2 separate regions of the Anas platyrhynchos genome follow, and region 1 is linked to region 2. A link is a contact called in public Hi-C data. All regions are on one chromosome and are shown on one strand. Each heading gives the region's core, a stretch centred on a gene start, on an enhancer-like site or on the middle of the called end of the contact. The rest is flanking DNA. Distances are from core to core; before and after follow the strand shown. Region 1 has its middle 18 kb from the start of MICAL2. Region 2 overlaps USP47 (ubiquitin specific peptidase 47).

The links. A called contact is a pair of places that touch in the nucleus more often than the background predicts.
Region 1: a contact with region 2 is called in a Hi-C map of F1 follicle, with 2.2 times the contacts expected there. The contact joins two enhancer-like sites. A contact is called at or near these places in 2 of 8 Hi-C or Micro-C datasets (F1 follicle and subcutaneous adipose tissue).

What each region holds. Positions count from the first base shown.
Region 1 is chr5:65,926,210-65,930,583 of IASCAAS_PekinDuck_T2T, forward strand. It overlaps a transcript of MICAL2 not described here. Among named protein-coding and RNA genes, the nearest start is that of MICAL2, 18 kb to the right of the region's middle. Within about 2 kb of position 2,297, at least 7 of the 8 cell types and tissues checked have an H3K27ac peak or open chromatin away from gene starts, as enhancers often do. A contact at or near this core is called in F1 follicle, where this site is marked.
Region 2 is chr5:65,880,506-65,885,163 of IASCAAS_PekinDuck_T2T, forward strand. USP47 (ubiquitin specific peptidase 47) reads left to right here. Exons shown (of 28, transcript XM_027461215.3): 28 at 1-294. It overlaps DKK3 (dickkopf WNT signaling pathway inhibitor 3), which reads right to left. Exons shown (of 7, transcript XM_027461217.3): 6 at 4,027-4,183; 7 at 2,397-2,755. The coding sequence ends at 2,512. Among named protein-coding and RNA genes, the nearest start is that of DKK3, 27 kb to the right of the region's middle. Within about 2 kb of position 1,461, at least 3 of the 8 cell types and tissues checked have an H3K27ac peak or open chromatin away from gene starts, as enhancers often do. A contact at or near this core is called in F1 follicle, where this site is marked.

The DNA.
Region 1 (4,374 bases), core at 1,047-3,546, 47 kb after region 2:
CACTAATCCTTTTCTGTTTTCAGTCCATGTCACTGTGCCACTTGACCTGCTTCTTCAGAGCTGGATTATGTACCCTCAGCATGTGTTGCACAAGAAATCCAGTCTGGGAAGGAAGAATGATTCTTGCAAAGCTTTAGGTGTTGACTCTTCTTGGACCAAAACTCACAGGAGGAAGGGATGATGCCTTTGAGCTCACTGGACATAAAATATCATATCTCAGGCATTTACTCACCCTTCCCATTCTGGGCTTGCAACAGAGCTACTTTGTCTTTTAAGTACAGAGGAGTATCCAGTTTCAGACAAAAAGGACATCTGTACGCAGCAGTTTTGCCTCCAGGATTGGGAGTAAAGATCCAGTCTCCTGCCACCACCACACCTATTCTGAATCCACAGGAGGTCATTTTTATTCGCTTTCATGCCATTCATCATAGCTGGCAGAGGAATAAGGACAGCAGCAGCCTGCTGTGTGATTGATATGTTTGTGCTGCTTTGTGTTAAGCAGTAATGTTTTTGCATATCTTACGTTACCCACTTCTCTGCCAACGAGTAAAATGGAATGACACGTTTAGCTTCTGCTTAGCACACTTTGTGTCCTCCACATAAGGGGTGATATATGCCAAGTACTTATCACTATAACTGCTAGTTTGCCAGACTCCAACTGGACTGGAATGGGGTTCACAAAAAAAAAATCCTATGAGGTGCTATCTAGATATCTGAAACTTTTTCCTTTACTTTCCTGTGTGGAAAGGTTGTTAGCATCCTCTGGTAGCCCAGATGTTAGAAACAGCCCTGCAGGAAATTACAGTGTGCTACAGCAACCTACCCAAGCGAACCATTGTTCTTGTGCTGGCACACCTGACACACAGTGCCCGGCTGCTTGCTCAGAGCACACTGCTAGTATGGCTGGGAGAGATGAGGCTGAGCAAAATCTGCATGAATGCTCGCACCCATAGGGGTGTGCGAGTAGGTGGGATGGACAGGTTCTTTCCATGCAGGATCGTGGCAAGTGTTGTATTCACTGGCATGAGATTCCACCAGAGGTACAAAACATACAGATGGGCATCCTTTGGTATATCCAAGGTTTCACTTGACAGCTGCTGCTGAACAAAATGAATAAAATTCAGCCAGGTCATCCTGTCATGCCATTGGTGCCAGGTATTTACAGCTGATACTTTACCAGCAAGAGAAGAATCGTGTACAGGAACATAAGATCATTTTGCTAGGATTTCCATCTTTAAGCAGTAAAAATCTAGGTCTTAGTTCCTTAGAGCATCCAGCTGGTGGTGCTAGATAGTAACTACAAAGGACACTTTTTCAGTATTTTAAATGCTTGGAATATAAAATGTTTGGATAAAGGCATCTTTACAGTTATTTCTTAGATTTTTTAACTACTGTCCTCTCTTTCAGTGAAAATAGCAAGTCACCTTGTAAAAGTAAGCTGTTGTATGTTTATGCCTCACACAAAGTGGCATAAAAGTGTCTCCCTTATCCACTTTCATTTAGTTGAGAGCTCATTCTGTGCATGAGGTGTAAAACAAGTATATAAAAGATGTGTATAGATACATGTAGGTGATAATATGTGAGATGATCAGGCCCAGGACATTTTGCTCTGCTGTAAGATGTTTATTACTTCATAAATCATGGTAAACCTTAAGAACACATACATCTGTTTTCTTGGGTGGTGACCATCTTTCATACCTGCCATTCATATAACTTACATGATCCGATGTCCAGGATCTTTTACACATTTATTATGGCTATTGATGAGTCAGCTTATGACCTTCTTTTTCTGTGAAGTCCAGTAGTTAAAAGTATTTAGCTTGGAAGAAGATACCTGCTTTCAAATTTAAAAAGGGGAGGGTTGGGAGGGGGAAGGGGGGAGGGGGGGGGGGAAGGAACGCTGTGTTATGTTTCCTTGGCCTAACAGTGACCTATAAAATGTGCTGGTGAGAACAGAAAATGTAATGTGCCAATGACTGCAGCAGTGGTTTGTTTTCATTCTTTTTGATATTTGATTATAAAGGTTAAAGCAGGGGAAAGGGAACGCTAACCTGAAGTGCTAGCTTTCCTGTGGCTCCCTGCCATGTAAGTTGGTGCTGATTTGAAGGGGTCAGATTCTTTGTTGGCAGACAGGAGGCAGTGAGGAATAAACCTTATCCTTTCAGGACAGTCAGATTTTATAACAAGGTCACAGGTTTGGTCATTTTAGGAAGATTTTTTGCCCTGTTCTAGAGAGTGCCCTTGGTCTCCATGGGCCTCCTGCTTCTCACTGAGAGATTGCAACAGACAGCTGCTTGCTTAACACATGGGTTTTGCTGAGATAGGCTGAGCAGAGGGCAGAGTGCAAGTACGACCAGTCCAGTCAGGGCAGGAAAAGTGTCAGAAAGGTGAGTCAGGCAGAGAGAGGCACGTGGGGAATGGCACTGCTAACTCAAGCTTCCTCAGCTTGGCCTCCAGAACTGATGGACTCGTGACCATTGCAACTCACCCAGGCACCATGACGGGCATTTTTCAGAGCGCAGAAGTCAGATCTTTGGCCACTGAAAGCAAGCAAGTAGAAGGTATTTGCTGAATGAGCACTGAAAGCAAGCTGGCTTCAGAGACATCTGCTTACAGTTTTAACTTTTCCGCTTTCAAAAGAACACCTTCATTTGGCTTCAGGGATGAAGGCACTTTCATATGTATATTTATATTAAAATGCTTATGTGAGAAGGAATATTAACTATACTGTTGAGGAAAAAATTCTAGTCTCTAGTACAGTAAAATCAGTCATTGAGATTGGTTAGTTCAATATTTTTAAAATATACTGTGCAGTAGAAATCTGAGAGGAACAGCTCTGTTCTGAGATGTTGTGTCCAACAGGTATGACTTTGTGCACTTTTGCTTTGCTGAAGTATGCCGCGTGAAGTCTCCTGAAGTATTCCCCATGCAGCTGTGGAGGCTGATGGTTTACTCAAACCCATTAAGAAAATTAAATCCTCTTCAAAGAATTATGTCCAATCATTCTGCAAATGTTTTGAAACACAACGGCTGCGCTCTGCCCTTAGTCGCTCTTGTGAAATCCAGCTGCAGTGAATGGAGGCTATGTGTGAGGACAGGTCTGGACCACAGCCTGTTCAACCTGGGTGGGCAGTTACGGCTTGTGTTTGCAGCATGTCTTCAGGGAAGCAGGGAGTCCATTTAAAATCCCCACTGTACCCATCATTTTCATCTCCACAGTACCTTGAATCTGCCTTACAGGAACGGCTTGGGATGCAGCAGCAGAAGAAATATGGGACACAAACCACCATCATTTATACGCACATAAATGAACGTTTGAAGTAAATGATCTAAAAAAACAACCACCGGTTAAGCTCTGGTTGCTCACATCTGGGTTGCATGGCTACAGCTAAGAACAGAATGTGGCTGATCATTCTTACGTGTATCTACAGTCATTAACCATTCAATGACATCAAGAGGATAAATTGTGCCATTGATGGAATTTCTCAGGCTATGTACATGCTACCTTTCCTTCTGGGAGTTTAGTTAAATGGGGCTTTCCCTGTCCTTCAGGCAAGCAAATTGCTTTATTTTTCCTTTTGATCTCTCAGGAGTCTGTTTTTTAGCCTGCTTGTCTTACCTTAATTCCTTTTGATAAAAGATCCCTTTTATCATGCATGCTAAAATTGTTGGATGGGCCTAGTTGACATACCATGATTAAATTAAATAAGCAGTGTGTGTAAATACAAACTTTTAAAATGTCATGTATCACTTCATTTTTCTCTAGATCTTAACACTAGATTTCACAATATCATGAGTATCATGATTGTTAATTTATTATTATTTTTTTCAAGATTAATGTTATTGATGCTTAATATTTAAAATGGCTTTCAAGTGAAGGTTTCTTCAAAACCTTGAATTTTGAAGCAGACATCTGTAAGGGGGGAGGGGGGGGGACACACACAAATTCTTTTTATTTACCAGTGGTGAAATCAATATACAAACACAGAAGACAGCTCTAGCTGTGAATTTGCTGCAGAAGCTACCCTCTGATTACAGGGACATGCTGTTGTAAAGTGGTTTGCATTTCCTAATGTCACTTTTACAGGCTTCAAATCACTGCAGCCTATAAAAAAGGAGTTTACCATTATGCAACAGTTAAAAATGAACAATTTTTACACTTAATTTTTACACTTAATATTTACACTTAATTTTTGTATAGGTAGGAATTTATGAACAACAACAACAACAAAAAAATCACACTCCAGTCTTGCCTGGTGTTTCTTCCAACTGTATCTCAATTTTCATTGTACATTGACCTACAAAAATAGCACTAAATGCTATTTCAGTGTTTTGTTTTGTTTTCTGGTCTTGTTTTCTTCATAATCGAAAAGT
Region 2 (4,658 bases), core at 211-2,710:
AGAGCCAGGCACTGCTGCACAGAGGAATTCCCTTGTTCTTCCTTTTCTGTTGAAGCTGTGACACTTCATGTCCCACACAAATGAGATGGAAGCAGAAGGAAACACGGTGTGAGTACCACCCAGTAGGTAGAATAGCTTCACTGAACTGCCACTTATGTGTGTATAGGCTGCTGAGGAATCCTTAGAGTTGCTGGAAGAAGTAGAAGTAGTAGTAACTAAAGAATACCAAAAAATTGCTTCATCTTTAGCCCCTTTTAGGAAACTTTAGTTAAACACTTTTTTTTTTTTTTTTTTTTTTTTTAAATAAATTTTAACCCTGTAGGTCTTGATTGAAATTTGGATAGAGGACAGAGAGGCATCTTTATAATGATTACCTCTCCAGTGGCACAGTTCCTTCTGTGTATTTGTATTGGAATATATTCTGGGTTATCCGGGGAGATACTTAGCAGCATCAGCTTTACATTCTGATAATTATGAATTTGTGCATTTTAAAGAAACAAAAATCCCTTGAGTTTCTAATTAGTAAGATTTCTGCAGAATTAATCTGATTTCTGATAAAGTCAGGGACTGAGGCATCAGGATACTTGAAGGGACTATAATGGTATCCTTATATAGGGTAGTATTTATGGACAGTCCTTGCTTTCTTGAAGTACTGTTTTTAACAGGAAAATCGCAATGAAATTTAATGCCTTCTGATTGTATAGAAGGGTTGTCTCTAAAGCACTGGAATTTTGCTTGGGATAGAAGGAAAGGTAAATTCATGGTACCATGTCAGAGAACATGTGTATGTGTTGGATTGAGACTTGGTGGTAGGAAAGAATCCTTAAACTAAAAGCCAGGCTGTTCTGATGAAATAACCTTCTTGTCCATAATGATCTTTGTTCACATTAATTCTGCCACACAAGGAATTTATTGAAAAGCTTTCACAGACCTGAAGTGGTGAAAGACTTGAAGGCTAGTAGTGCAGTCTGCAACTCGTTAAGTTATTGATGCTCAGCAGTTCAGATTAGACTTAAGCAGCAGGGGATGGTATTTGGGAACAAGCTCCATGAAAAATTATTTGTCTGGAGCCTCATGACATCTTTCAACATGTCCAATGATAGTGAAATCTGTACATCCAAAAATCATTAATGGTATAAAAGCCATCAAAGCAAATGGCTGAAATAGCTGGGAGCCAGGGCGTTTGATGGATTAGATTTTGCTCTTAGCTTGATACTGATTTCTTATATCAATGACTTGTCAACATGGTACTGATGATATTCATATTTTGTTACAGACAGATTGTAATACCTATGAAGTGTATTAAAAGCATGAAACACCTTAAGAATCTTCTCTGAATGTACATAGTCAAGTGGGAGAAGTATAAATCTCTGAACATGAACAAGAAGCAATCTAGGTTGACTCACTGCTCAGAGTAATCAGTTTGTTCGCTGCCTTTATCTCTCAAGAAGACTAAGTGAAAACAGAGCGCAGTGTACAGAACCCTCAATTGATCTTACGCAAGAAGGTGTGTTCGTAGCACACACAGTGGCACTGTATTTAGCTCTAACTTAGGAACAGCCTTGTAACTACAGTTGAGCTATTCTTCTATATATTGGTATGTATATATTTAGTGTACAATGGGAATCAATATTCCTTGTATTCAGCCCATTTAGCTGTTTTTTCTGCAATTTTAAATAATAGATTTTGCCCTTGAGAGATAAAGCCCTGAGCAGTCAAGTTTAAAGCTCCTATACAGAAAGCAATTTGTTCTTGTATGCATATAAGTGCATGCTTATATGGGAAAAATAGACTTTTTCTAATGCAGTGGGGTCATACTTCCTTATGTAAGTACAAAACTCAAGGGATATACTCTGTAGCTATGGAACACCATTTTTCAGTCATACTGAAGTTTGCTGCAGAACAGATGACTTCCATTGTACACAGCTGAAAACTAGGTATATTCATCTAAAAAGGTAAGCAGCCTTTCTTTCCATCCTTCCTCCCAAGATGTGTGTGGTGGTGGTGGGGAATATAAAATCTGTATGTTGCAGCTTCACCTATCACATTTCCTATAGGAAAAACAAAACAAAACAAAACAAAAAACAAAACAAAAACAAACAAACAAAAAACCACTGAAACAGCGTAAAATAGATGTTCTTGTTCCAGAAAAATAAATCCAAATATATGTGCAGGAAATACTCAAAGGTAGCTTGTATAGTCCTTATTAATTTAAGATTATGTATGTTTGTTTGTGTCTTTTAATGAGTACAAGTTCTGATATATTTATTTCTACTGTACTAGGGAAAAGTACTAATCCAAAAGAAACACTGATATCTTATTTGTCTTTGGAAGGTTTTGTCCAAAGATGGAATTAATTGAACAAGAATTTGTACATGCAGGTTTGCACAGAAAAGGATGCTTAATGAAGATGATGTTTATTGCACTTCTATCCAGCAGTATGTATTGTTCATATAAGCAAGACACTAGACAAAAAAAAAATCTAGAAATAACTAAACTGGAGTTTGGACTTTATACCTCATCTCCCAGGAATGGGTCATGAGCTGAATCAGGCTCAGACTTCAAACCCACTTGGTCCTCCAGACTTTCTAATTCTTTACGTACTTCCTGAATGACACTGCTCTCTTCATAATCAGATAGAATATCTCTGGGTATCAAACTCAGAAATGGCATCTCATCCATGATCGAGGGATCTTCTTTTTCATTGTTTCTGGTTTCATTGGAGGACAGTTCACACACAGATGTAGTACTGTGGCTGTTGAAAAAAGAAAAATACCTGGTCATACAGTACATTTTTCATGTTATTTTTGTTAGTTCCTTAATACGATTTTTCTTTTTCTCCACACATGAAAGCACACATGAAAGCATTCTAGGTGCATAAGTTCATCTATGGTGGGTCTGACAATTTTATAATCTGATTATTACATGCTTGACAGCTGGAGAGTTAAAATGAGATTTCTACATACAGTTGGAGCCAAATTCTTAATAGCATAATATGTTTGATATTGGGACACAAGATGGCAGTGGACCGCAGCACAATCTGTCCCTTCTGCCACAAGCAATCTTGACTAGTCCTTTCTGTTAGTCGTAATACCAAGTTAAGATTCTATAGTTTAAAAGGTATGCAAAAAAAGTCAGTGTTTGTCATTGAAGTAGAAAGAATTGGGCACAGAAGGAGAGAGACTTTAATCTACATATAATTTACATCTCTATCACAGCTTAGCTGTCTTATTAGAAGTTAAAGCAATGAAAATAGCAGTGGAGTAACAAACTTGGGGAGTTTATTACACAGGTAACACACAGGTGTTCCAAGAATGCTTGTAGTGCAAAACTGAAGTGATCTCACTTTTTCCTAATGGAACTGTTAATAATGCAAATAACTGTTCTTTTAAAGAATAATTAAAGCCATGACATACTAATGTTTTAGCTTCTAGCAGAAAAATATGGGGTCAATCTGCTGAATGTTCCATGAAACTCAACAATAATGCTGAAAAGGTCTGTTACAGTATGAAGTGTTTTAAGTCTGAACAGCAAATCTTAAGTAGGAAAACTGGTTTCTCAGGCTAGTTTGAAACTGAAGGAAAATATAAGCAAAGCTACCTGTTTTTGCTATGTTAGAAATGACCTGTAAAGCTAATCATTAGTACAGAAACATGCCTGTTCATACCTGCTGCATGTTTCTGTTATGTAAGCAAACAAAACATTGAACAGAAGCCCAATCTAACAGAAAATTGGTGGACAAGAGCAGTACAATGGAGAATGAAATCAGAATGTTGCTTCTAAACAGCTGTTACTACTACTTTGATTAAAAAGCAGTACCAGCCTGATACAAACTTCATACACACTAGAAATAAGGCTTTGCCAAACTCAATTAGGCATGTGTGTGGGGGGATAAAAGCAGTAAGTTTGAGAAAATTTCAAAGCTACTGATGAGAGAAGCCATCAAAACTGTGTGAAAGAATCTGCAAGTTTTATATCTTAAAGAAAACTATATAAGCAATTTACTGGCTCAGTTTTGATCTTTACCTGTGAGATTGGCAGACCAAGCCACTTGCACACGGACACTGCTCAAGTACTCCATCAGGTTCTAGTTCCCAGGTGATCAGGTTGAGAAGTCTGTTTGAAGGATCATGGCAAGGTTCACCTTCTTGAGGTAATGGAGTGCACACAGGAAATAGCAGTTCTGCATGCCAGAGTACATTAATTTTATGAGAAGTCATTAACTGTCAGCTAAACTGAGATGACTTACTATGTATGTCCATAGATGTCCTGGTTTCAGTTAGAACAGAATTAATTTTCTTCCTAGTAGCTGGTGGAATGCTGTGTTTTGGCTTAGGATGAGAAGAGTGCTGATAACACGCTGATGTTTTAATTGTTGCAGAGCAGTGCTTATACCAAGCCAAGGACATCTCAGCCTTTTGCTCTGTCCTGCCAACGGGCAGGCTGGAGGTCCAGTAAGAGCTGGGAGGGGACAGACCCAGGACAGGTGACCCAAACTAGCCAAAGGGGTATTCCATCCCATCTGGGGTCATGCTGAACAATATATAGGGGTGGCTAGCCGGAGGGAGGGGGCCGGACTGCTCGGGGTTAGGCTGGGCATCAGTCAGCGGGTGGTGAGCAATTGCATTGTGCATCACTTGTTTGTACATATTATTATT